Linked DNA regions of Mus musculus: region 1 is linked to region 2. A link is a contact called in public HiChIP or PLAC-seq data. All regions are on one chromosome and are shown on one strand. Each heading gives the region's core, a stretch centred on a gene start, on an enhancer-like site or on the middle of the called end of the contact. The rest is flanking DNA. Distances are from core to core; before and after follow the strand shown.

What was found. HiChIP or PLAC-seq counts read pairs in DNA pulled down with a chosen protein or histone mark.
Region 1: an H3K4me3 HiChIP or PLAC-seq map of bone marrow-derived macrophages shows a contact between it and region 2, with 3 times the contacts expected there. The contact joins the promoter of Art1 here to the promoter of Phox2a in region 2. A contact is called at or near these places in 4 of 39 promoter capture datasets (the C10 cell line, hippocampal neurons and stem cell-derived epiblast-like cells), 2 of 484 Hi-C or Micro-C datasets (the G1E-ER4 cell line and embryonic stem cells), 2 of 115 datasets of contacts at active chromatin or transcription factors (bone marrow-derived macrophages and embryonic stem cells) and 4 of 9 other capture datasets (adipose tissue, liver, macrophages and 1 more).

Annotation. Positions count from the first base shown.
Region 1 is chr7:102,098,902-102,104,598 of GRCm38.p6, reverse strand. Art1 (ADP-ribosyltransferase 1) reads right to left here and starts at 2,856. Exons shown (of 5, transcript NM_009710.4): 1 at 2,808-2,856. Art5 (ADP-ribosyltransferase 5) reads left to right here and starts at 4,370. Exons shown (of 5, transcript NM_007491.2): 1 at 4,370-4,768; 2 at 4,956-5,165. The coding sequence starts at 5,106.
Region 2 is chr7:101,815,891-101,821,809 of GRCm38.p6, reverse strand. Phox2a (paired-like homeobox 2a) reads right to left here and starts at 3,497. Exons shown (of 3, transcript NM_008887.2): 1 at 3,096-3,497; 2 at 842-1,029; 3 at 1-102. The coding sequence starts at 3,312.

The sequences.
Region 1 (5,697 bases), core at 1,607-4,106, 280 kb before region 2:
AAGATGGCTTCTCACATCAGAGAAGCCGGAAGGGGAGCCCAAGCTTACAGAACAGACTCCTGGGGGCTCCTGGGGTTCTTTGCTTGTGGCCCTTAGGCTCAGTGAGAAACCCTGGAATCATTTCATATTAGCTTTTAGGCTTATCCCAGCTTAGCCTAGCTCTGGTGAGCTTGCCAGCAGAAGACACTCATGTGGGACCTTAGTCTCTCATGATGGTCATGTGGGTATCCATCTATTCAGTCATTCATCACTCATGACTGCAGTTGCCAGCTCGTGTCAGGTCCAAGCTGCTTCCTAGAGTCTCCTTCCGGGCTTTGTCCAGGCTCACATCCATGCCCTGTTTATTTCTGTCTGCCTCTTCCTTAGACAATCTGCCTGCCCCCTCTCAGCCCTGCTAGCGCATTTACCACAGAGCGGGAAGAGCAATGTCTCTAAAGCACAGCCCTGGTTACCGTCCTTACCTGCTTAAAACCTTCTGTGTGGGGATGGAGAGGGAGCATAGCAGTTAAAGGAATAGACTGCTCTTGCAGAAGGCATGAGTTCAGTTTCCAGCACCCACATCAGGTGGCTCATGGCTGCCTGGAACTTTGACTGTAGGAAGTCAGATGATTCTAGCCTTGGTGAATCCTGTCCTCAGGTGCACATACCCACATACAGACACACAAATATATACATAATTAAAAAGAGAATCTTTAAAAAAAATTCTCTGCCAAAACTGATGGAAAAGTAGCTCAAAATACTGAGAAAAATGCAGAAATGAGAATTATGAGAGGAAAAAAAAGATAGTATATCTTAAAAGGCATGGGTGCTGGTGTTAGAGAGATAGCTCGGCAGTTCAAGACACTTGCTGTTCTTGCAGAGGTCCCAGGTTTAGATCCCAGCAGCACAGGCTCTCAAAGACCTTTATCTCCTGTTCCATGTGATCTAATGTCCTGCACACATGCACTGTATGTAAACTCATTCTCTCTCTCTCTCTCTCTCTCTCTCTCTCTCTCTCTCTCACACACACACACACACACACACACACACACACACACGCTTCACACTCACATAATTTTTAAATCTATAAATAAATAAATAAATAAATAAATGCCTCTATGGTGGCTCATACCTTTAATGCCAGCACTCAAGGCCAGCCTGGTCTACAGAAAGAATTCTAGGACAGCCAGAGGTACAAAGAGAAACTCTGTTTCAAAAAGCAAAAGCAAAACAAAACAAAACACCCAAAACCAAAAAGCAGAGAGGGCTTGCCTATGCTGCACAAGTCCCTGTGTTTTGATTCCTAACACCTCCTAGACGTCAAGTGTGCTAGCATGTGCCTGAAGTCTCAGTATTCACGGAGGGAAGGAGGATCAGGAATCCAAGGCTACACAGTGAGTTCCAGGCCAGACCGGGATACACAAGACCCTGTCTCCAAACAAAGCAGCAGACTGAAGTAAAACATCTCTCTGCACCCGGTGGCCGCCTCACCTCAGCCTGCTCCTCGCCTCAGCCTGCTCCTCGCCTCAGCCTGCTCAATGATCCTGCCCCCTGGGACCTTTCCCGTCCCTGCTTGGCGCCTACAGTACAGAACAAAGTTCCAGAGAGGCTCTGCCATTTCCCTGCCCTGAGCTGTCCTGACCTCCTCCTCTTCCAGGCCTAGCTCAGGGCCCACCTCTTTCAGAAAGCCCCAGAATCCTTTGGGGGCTCTACATCACTTTGTGCTGACTTCTCCTGAGCGCCCCAAGCCCCACCCCTGACCTGTGTAGGAACCGGCAGTAATCCCTGATCTCAGGCCAGGACTAGGCAAAGTCACCCGAGTACTTGCTGATGAAGGAAGTAAAATCTACAAACACCCAGCTTCAGGTAGACCTGCAGATGCTCATGGGTAACTGGGCTGGGATGGAGAGACTGGCGTCCATGTGTTCCCTTTTGAGTCAGGTTCTGTCACTCTGAAGGCAGATATGTCAATCACCTCTTTGGGCAGGGTGATTTTTCTGCCCTCCACTGCCAGAGGTTTTATAGCAGCCTGAGCATTGGGAGCAGTGAAGCTCAGGTCTCACAGCTTCAGCTGCTGAGCCCTCCATGTCCTTCAGGCAAGATGATGACCCCAGTCAGTAATCCCGGAAAATCCGTGGAAGCCCACCTCTTCTCTTGTCCAGACAGCGCACCCTATCTGTCAGCGCTGGCTCCCGTCCATTAGAGAACGGAAGCCTCGCTAAAGCCTGCCTGTGTCCACCACATACCCTCATTTCTACAGTCACTTCTGGCCTCCTTTTGCTCAGTCTGTGATGGAAGACTCCCCTCCCCCCAGTCTCTGGTAAACAGGCTAAGAGGCGGTGTGAGCATTGCCAATCAGACAGCACCTCAGAGTAAATAGATTGCTTTCCTTGGTGACCAGTGTCACGGGGGAAATGCAGCAGAGATTGGTCTGGGACACTGGGAATTCTCCCTATTTCATTTCATTTCATTTTATTTTTTTTTATCTTATTTTATTGAGACAGGGTCTTGTTAGGTATCCCAGGCTGGCCTCTAACTTAGTCTCTGGCACAGGAGAGCTGAATCCAGCTTAAAAATCCCTTTCCACAGGCAAGGGAGCTGCATCCCCTATCCTCTGACCCTCGGTTTTCCTTTTTCTGGCCCTCACTCAACAGTTCCTTCAGGGAATATGACCCCAAGGCTCTCCTCAAAAACCCCAAACTTCCCCACATCCACAAACCTTCCTGGGATCCAAGGATCCCTAAAACTATTAATACCATAGATTTTAAATCAAAAAAGTTCCCTCCCTGCTCCCTATGCGAGGAGGTGAGGTAGCCTTCTGGCCTTACCTAGCCTTCTCCATGGCGGGCAAAGCTGACCTGGTCTCCTGGGATAGACAGGGCAGGGAGGGCAGCTTTCTCTTTTATACTGTCTATTCCCTACCCCTCCTGCTGTCGCCACACAGCTGCTCAGAAATGTGACACTCGTCTATTTCAAGCTGTCTCCTTGTCAAGGCTCAGGAACACTAGCCTCACCCCAGTGTGACCTGGGCCAAAGCTCTTCCCAAAACAATAAGAGCTGCCGAATACAGAGGTGTGGAGGGCAGTGTTGGGGGTGTTGAGGAGATGGGGCTGCAGCCCTCTCACCAGGCTTGGTTCTGGACTCTGATCACCCCAACTCCACACATCTCTCCTTCCATTTTGTTCTGTGGTGGTGGTGGTGGTGGTTAATTGTTGTTGTTGTCTTAATACTTTCTTTCACAAAGTCCAGGCTGACCTTGATCTTGAAGCAATCCTGTTGCCCCAGCTTCCCTGCCGATTGCTAGGGTTATAGGCATGTACCACCACAATGCATGTTCTTTTTTTTTTTTTTTTTTTTTTTTTTTCAAATTTTTATTAGGTATTTTCTTCATTTACATTTCAAATGCTATCCCGAAAGCCCCCTATATCCCACCACCACCCTGCTCCCCTACCCACCCACTCCCACTTCTTGGCCCCGAAGTTCCCCTGTACTGGGGCATATAAAGTTTACAATGCATGTTGTTTAGGGCAAGCTTTGTTCTGCCCTAAAGAACCTAGCTTCCTGCTGGATCTCTGACTCACCGTGTGACCTGAGAGGATGCTGCCCCTCTCAGGATCCCTGACCCACACGTGACCAGATTTGACTCCACTTCTTGGAGTTCCGGGTGCTAGGATATAAGAAAATCCCCAAGCCATAGGCTGCCCCCACACAGCATCTGCTGTCCCAGAAACTGCAAGTACCTGAATTCCTCCCAGAAAGGGAGGATGGGGTCAGGAGGGAAGGAAGGGATCACTGCTGGACATAGTTTGTTTTTCTCTTTAGCCTTCAGGAAGGATTGGAGGAGAAAAGAGGCTTTTGGGTGAAGGAAACTTTATTTGGCTGACAATATGAGGTGGTAAAGGGTGGTGATGGGTAAATTCATGAGCTGGACTGGAGAGGCCTTATCCTATGCTAATGGTGGCCCCAACAGGAGGCATCTCTAACCCTTGGTGTTAAGAACGTCCCTCCTTCACCTTCCCGCAAGCTGGGTCCTTCTCCCATTACACCCAACTGGGCATCTGAACTCAGAACTAGGTTATTTATAGTCAAGCACAAGGGAGGTGCGAGAGAAAGCTGTGTTTACAAACATGGGTTCAGCTGAGCCGGAGAAGTCTGGAAAGGGAATGTCTGAGGGGGTGGAAGGGGTGTGGCTGTTCCTGGACGGCTAAGCACTGAATGTCATAAATTCCCTTCTACCCCGGCCCTTCGGACCAGGGTAGGAGACAAAGAAGGTTAAGAGTAGGGAAGGAAGTGGGGGTGGGGTGGAGGGTTGATGCTGGTGCACGTGACCCAACGTGTGTCGTATGCAAATTGTATGCAAATAAGACAGATTTGGCGACTTAACTAGCGTAATGAACAAGGAGAGATCCTCGTGGGGCTTCGTGGCCTGGGGGTCTGAGGGCCATGGCCCGGCCCAGGGCCACCGGAGAAGAGACCAAGTCTCACAGGTCTCTCCCCCAACTTTGACTTAGTTCAGATCTTACAGAAAGAACCTATCATCCAAACGAAGGAGAGTTTTGCCCCTCAATCACCCAAGGACTCTGCCAGTTCAGCTCCCACGCCCCTGTCTGTTGTTGGGGAAGATAGGTGTCGGGTTACCAGTCCAGGGGCTATAGTTAGCCCCGGGGACTTTGTCCAGCTGTTTGTTCAGGATCTGCGATCTGCGAGCGCCTGCCGGCACTTCAGCTCCAGTCAGCCGCAAAGAACCATAGCCCTGGGCCGGGCCGCTCTCTGTCTCAACTTCTTCCAGGTGGGTTCCCATCCCTGCCCCGCCCAGCCCCGCCCCTCTTGCGGCAGAGTCATATAAGTGGCCCACCTATACCATCGCAAAGAAGTCCTGGAGACCCTGGGTGTGGGGCCATCTTGTAGTCATAGACTAGGGCTGACATGGGGACAATAAAGTCTGAAGCCACATCCATCCTTAAACTCATCCTCAGCTTCACCCCTCATCCCTCCTGAGTTCCAGTCCTTGACTAAGGACCCTCCTAGGCTGAAGGAAGGAAGGTCCTGGAGCCCATCCAAGCCAGCACTCCCCTCCACTGGCTTCATCATCATCAGGGTCCTGCTGTCTCGGGACTCGTCCTAGGATGATTCTGGAGGATCTGCTGATGGTCCTCAGCTGCCTCAGCTTGCACGCCCTCTGGAAGGTAACTCTAGCGACTATCCTTTGTCAACAAAGTCAGTTGTGGGTCAGAGGCTGAGAAGGTGGTGGTGGAGGAGGAATGATAACGGAAACCCTTCCCAAGAGGCTCTTCCCTCCTCCCAGTCCTCTTCTCAGGAACTTCTATTCCATTAGGGAATCCAAGTGCCAGGTCATTCTCCCAGAATACCACCTCCCTGTGCTCCCTGATCCCCGTGTGAAGTCTCCTTCCATGCTACCCCTCCATAGAGATTGCCTCCACCTTTCTCCTTCCCACTGCATACCACAGGCTCAATGCAGGCAAACCCCTGTCCACACGGGTATGCTGCTGTAGACCCTGGCAGGCCCTCTCCCCTCCCACATCACACTCTGGGAGTATGGTTGTGCTGAGGACAAAACACTCCTCCCTTCCTTGAGTTTAGGATGAAGCCTTCTAAAGTAGAGAGGATGCAGGAACCCCGGAGCTGACAGTAAAGTATACTGAACTGCAGGGCTTCCCCGAGGATGAGAAATGGCTAAGAGGGTTGGGGACCAGGGCA
Region 2 (5,919 bases), core at 2,248-4,747:
ACGCGCCTCGCCCTTTTTGGCGCCCGTCGCTCCCGCCGCGCCTTTGGCGCTGGCCGCGCGCTCCTGTTTGCGGAACTTGGCCCGGCGGTTCTGGAACCAGACCTGTAGGCACAGGGGCCAGTTAGCCCAGAGGACGGTCACACGGGACACCTCTGTCCCAGGCCGCTAGGAGCGTGTAAGACCTCCGACCAGATCTACAGACTTCCACCCTCCACTGCTCCACTCGGCGCCACTTCCATTCTTCCCGTCTTTGGTGCCCCAACAGGCCCTTGGGTTTTTGTCCTTAGGATCTGCTCACTCCTCCACACACACAGCCCATGGCTTCCCTGCATTTTGGTTTCTTGGAGGGAGCTCTAGTCAATCTTATTACCCTAGCCCTTCTATTTAGGAAGCTGGGGCATCCCACTTGGAGCATCCTAGGACCCTAGGGGCGCTAGGGGGACCATTTGTACAGGGTCCCCCTGTCAAAACGGGGCAGCCGGATTTGTATACCCAGGTTTTTCTCGGCCGACCTGCAGCCGTCCCAGACTTAAACTTTCCTAATCAGGAGTCAGTCGTCTGACTCAGGTACATCATCTAGAAGTACTCATTGGCCTGGTCAACTCAGCCGACTTGCTTCCTAGCTTCAGGGTAAAAATTCATAAACCCCCGATTTAGCGAGGGGAAATGTAGGAATATGGAGTTGGAGGCAAATTGTAGCGACCCTGCTCCGGTCTTTTAAGACCCCACGTTCCAGCCCCGCTGTCTCCCTTGGCTGCTCAGCCACACCCGTACTGTCTTGGCTTGCAGGCTCCAGCACCCTCCTTTAGCAAGCGCGTGCACAGCACGTGTATCCACGCACCTGCACGCGAGCCTCAGTGAGGTCGATCTTGAGCGCCAGTTCCTCGCGAGTGTAAATGTCGGGGTAGTGGGTCTCGGCGAAGACGCGCTCCAACTCCTTGAGCTGAGCACTCGTGAACGTTGTGCGGATGCGCCGCTGCTTGCGCTTCTCATGCAGGCCGGACGGCTCCGGGAAGAACTTGTAGGGAACTGCGGGTGCGTGCGCGAGGGCAGGGGCAATGAAAGTGGAGGGCGTGAGAAGCTGATCTCAGTCCCTACACCCCTGTGTCCCGCCCTAGAGGAAATCTCATATAACCCCTCCCTCCCTCCCCTCAATTTGGTCCTCAATAGCTTCCTGTCAATGTCCCTAAGGCTGAATCATCAAGGGACTTAAGAGTTCCCAGAAACAAATCAGAAGCTCCAACTAAGGGTTCGTCCTCATTTTCCCCACCTTCTTTCAACCCCTACCACTCCATTGGCCTCTCCCAGCCTCCTACCCTCACGGTGGCGTTTCTGCTTAGGCACTCTTCCTGGGGAACTCTAGGTCCTGTTCTCTGATCACAGGAGCAGGGTATGTCTGCATCAGCACCAGAGTATCCCCACTAACCAGTCTCGGGCCTTGGCTCTGCCATTGAGATTCTCCAGGCAGGTCTACTTTAGACTCTATGTACCGATGGGGTTCCCTTTCTCCTCACCCCATCTCCTCAGCCCATGTCTCTCTTTCCCAAGCTTTCCCCCCTCAGTCCTGCCTCTCCTCCCTGGTCCATATTCTTTAGGTATTTCCGCTCCCCTGCCTCCATCTGAGCCTCTCTTCAACTTTCCCCTTCTGGATCCACTGTTCTTTGTGCCCACGAAGACCGCTTCTTATTCCTTCTTACTCAAGTTTTTCTATTTTCTTTGTCCCCTTTCTCCCACTCAGTCACCTCTGTCCCACTTCCTCTAAGTCCTGTCCCAGCCCCTCCCTCACCATCTTCCAACACCTGACGCAGACACCATCTCTAAATCCTTGTATCTAAGTCTGGTTTAAATTTCCATGTTTTTCATGGGGTCCCATCTTCCCAAATTCTTCTCTTCTGCACTCCATCTTTCTTTCCCTCTCGAGTATTTGTTTTCAGGCTCGTTTGGTGTCCATCTTCCATAATGTGTGTTCCCACCATCTGGTTCTTATCTCTGTTTTCCAACACTATGCACCCATTCCTCTCAGGGTCTCCATTTGTGTTTCCATCTCTCCGTACCTTATCCCATCCACAGTCTCACAGACCCTTTTCTCAAGGGTCCTATCTTCCTATTTCCTGTTCCCATTTATGGGATCCCCATCCTGGCCTGGCCCAGCACCACCAGTCTTCCTAACCCCATTTTGGTCTACGGCCGCCTCTTAAAGGTCATTATTTCTCTAAATTAAGGTATTTATCTCCCCAACAAACCCCAGACCTCCTTTCGGGTTCCAGTGATATTTGGGGGTGGGGGGATTATGAAAGGAGGAAGCCGGGTGGGGCATGCTGGGACACTAACAGAAGGCATAGGGATACCTAAAAGGCTAAATGACGTTGAGGGTTTGGACTGGGACTTGCTTGGATCAAAGGACTCGAGGGTGGAGGATCTATCTGCTCCTGGGATTTCAAGGGCTGTCGTCCGGGATGGGAGGGAATGTGGGAATGAAAGTGGTCCAAATGATAGAGGCTCCTTTTCTGTGGCTATGGGACCCGTTTTTTTGTTTTTTGTTTTCTGCTGGTGCAGTAAGGTTTGGGCCCAGGCAGGATAGGTCTAAGACAGGGCAAGGTGAGGCTGGAAAGAAGGAATCAAGGCTGGGGGAAGGATGCCATCTGGGCAGCTCAGCGGCAGCAGGGATCTTTGTTGAGGGTGGCATCACCCAAGACACAGGTGGTAAGAATGAGAGTTGGCTGGACTGAGCTGGAAGCCAATTCTGAGGATTCTGGGAATGGAGAGGTTTGGTGGTCACCTTTGTAGGTGGGGAGGGGAAGGCCTAATGAGAGGCCTAAGACTGGACCTGTTTCTTTGATACGAAAGGCACAGGGTAGGGGGTTGGCATTGAGAAAGAGGAACCGTTGGAACAAGAGGGTGCGGCTCATCCCTGCCAAGAAGAAACTCCTATTACCGGGGGTCTCAAAGTACACTGGAGGAGTCTAGCCAGCAGCATAGGTAGGGGTGGCTTGTGGGTTCAGTCACAATTACTTGCAGAGTAGGAAAGGTAGTTGGGGTTTCATGGGGTTTGGAGGTGGGGTTTGGAGGTAGGGTTGGGATGGGACTGCGCTCACCTGCCGAGTAGGGTGCGGGCTGGTGGTCGCGTAGGGCGCCAAGCGCACAGTTGGAGGAGCCGAGCGCGGGGCAAGGTGGCCCAGCGGCGGGGAAGGCAGGCCGCAGGGGACTGTATTGGAAGCCTCCAGGCTGGCTGCAGGCGCCGAAGTCACCGTAGGCGGACGCCTCCATGGCCGCCACGCACGAATCGTACGAATTGAGGTAGGAGTAGTCCATCGGCCCGAGGGGGCGGGGGCGGGGGCCGGGCAGGGCCGGGTCTGGTTGGGGTCGGGGTCCCGGGCTGGGTGGAGTTCGGGATGGAGATTCGAGCTCCAGGCGCAGAGGACCTGAGACCGGCTCTGAGCGCCCGAGAGTCCGCCCGCCCCGTCGCGGCCCGCACTCTGCCCCGGTGCAACGCAAGTGCAGTGCTGCCAGCCCGCGCGCCTTTTAACGCGCAGGACCCCGCGGAGGGGGCGAGGCGGGGCGAGCTCCGCGGGGCGGGGCCTGAGCGGCCCAGACCCCGCCCCTAGCCACCTCGGGTCCCCCACCCCAAAGGGCCTCCCTCTTAGGGCTCCCGAGGTGCAGGCGGAGCATCGTGGGACCCCAATCCGAGAGTCCCTTATCCTGTCCCAATCCGGCCTAGACCTTCGATCTCTACACAACATGCCCAGCAGGAGGGTCCCGACCTCGTTCCTGGGCCTCCCACCTGCGGCCCCGTGGAAGCTAGGGAGGCAGGCCCCGCGGTGCTGGTGTGAAGAAGTTAATTCAATTCTCCCAGATAACCGAATTATTCCGATCTGGCCCTTCAGCCCCGCCCCCAGCTAGGTCCTATCCCTGCGAGGACTGCCGAGGCTGCCCTAGAGTGAGGGGGATGGAGACAGGGATGAGAAAGAGACAGGAGCCTGGGACAGGGACAAGGAGGGGACGTGGGTATGGAGAGACTAGAGAAAAGGGGTCAGACCTCGAAATAGAAGTAAGGGAAGACAAGGATGAAGCGGTAGAAGAGAAAGGCAGGGGTGGAGATGGAGATTGGCAGAGAGAGGAGGCCAGCAGGATGGAGAAAGACAGGCATGGAGACAGAGGGACACGGATGAACATGGACGTGGACTGCAACCAGGGCTGTGATGGAGCTGCAGAGAAGGCTGAAACAAATCAGAGACAATCACAGTGAGACCACACACAGGATGGCCTTAGGCTAACAAGGACAGAAACAGACCAGCGAAACAGAGGCCGATGAGTGGAGAGAAAGGACATCCCCGAGAGCTGGGATTTGTGACCAGAGCACCGAAGGCGACCAAGACATTGTGGTGGAGAGGCTGGGGGTGGGAGGGGTTGGCAAGGCATTAGAGGAGAAGGCTGCAGGGTTGAAGTCTCTCTCTCTGAGAAGTCTCTTGTCTTGAGGGCCACAGGAGCCTGCACCTGCTGGGTCCAGGCCACTCCCTCCCATCCCGGCTTCTCAGCTCTGTTGTCCTCTCCAATAGCTTGTGACCTCTGGACTCGCGCGTGTGTGTGTGCGTGTGCGTGTGCGTGTGCGTGTGTATGTGTGTGTGTGTGTAACTGTGTCTGTGTAGGATGCTGAGCCTTAGGACTATGGTAATGACTCCCTCTCTCTCCTTCAGTGCCTTTCTTCTTCCCCTTTGAGTCGTCCCTGCCTTCTTCTGGAAAAGCCAGGTCATTGACCCTCCAAGGATTTTCCCCAGCTCTCCAGGCTGTGTGGTGAATGGAATACATTTAGCATCTTTACCTGGAGGATGAGTAGAAACCCCCTTCTGTCTCTTTGGCTCTCCTGAAGGATGAATTGAACCTCTCCTCATTAGTCCCCAGCCCCAAGTCCCCAGGTTTCTACACTAAGTCCTGCTGATGGGAAGTCTGAGATCCAAAAAGAAGCCAGAAGAGGGCCATGTCCTTGTCACCAAACAAAATCCTCTAGGATTAAGAGAAACTCTCCTGGAATTCCTCTTTCCTCATGTTTGCCAGCACAGTGGGACCACAACCCTCGGGTCCGTCCCTTTCCCAGGCTAATTATTCTTTGCTTGACTCATGCCTCGGTTTCTGTAAGTATTCTATGTCAGGAGTTTTGGAGTTGTGTGTGTGTGTGTGTGTGTGTGTGTGCATGTGTGCACGCATGTGTGTGTGTGTTTCCAAGCCATTTTCCCTTGCTTTGGGTATGTTGTGTTAAAATATGCATAAACACAAATTTTACCATTATAGCTATTTTAATTGTATATTTCAGTGTTGCTAGTTCTCATCATGTTGGACAATACAGCATCACTGTCTTGTTTATATTTATTTCCATAATTCTTGATCTTGTATAACCCAAACTCCATACATGAAGAAATAACTCTCTAACCACCTTCCCTACCTTCTGGTAGCTACCCTTCTGATATCTATCTATCTATCTATCTATCTATCTATCTATCTATCTATCTATCTACCTATGTAGTTTTTTGAGATAGGGTCTCCTGTATCCCAGGTGGCCTTGATCCCCCTGTGTAGCTAAGCATGATCTTGAATACCTAATTCTCCTGACCCTTGCTCTGACCAGCTGCATGCACTAACACTCAGTTTTATGAGAGGTTCTGGGATCTAATCCAGGACTATATGTACACTAGGTGAGCACTTTATCACTGAGCTAAGCACCCAGCATCATCTCTGTAATTTTGAATACTCTAAATATCTTATAAAAATGGAACCATACATCATTTACCTGGTTGTGACTGGCTTATTTCATTGATCATAATGTTCTCAAGGTTGTCTATGTGTGGCATAAGTTAGAATTTGTTTCCTTTAAGGTGGACTAGTATTCTATTGTATGTAATATCCATTTTTTTCATTTCTATGTAT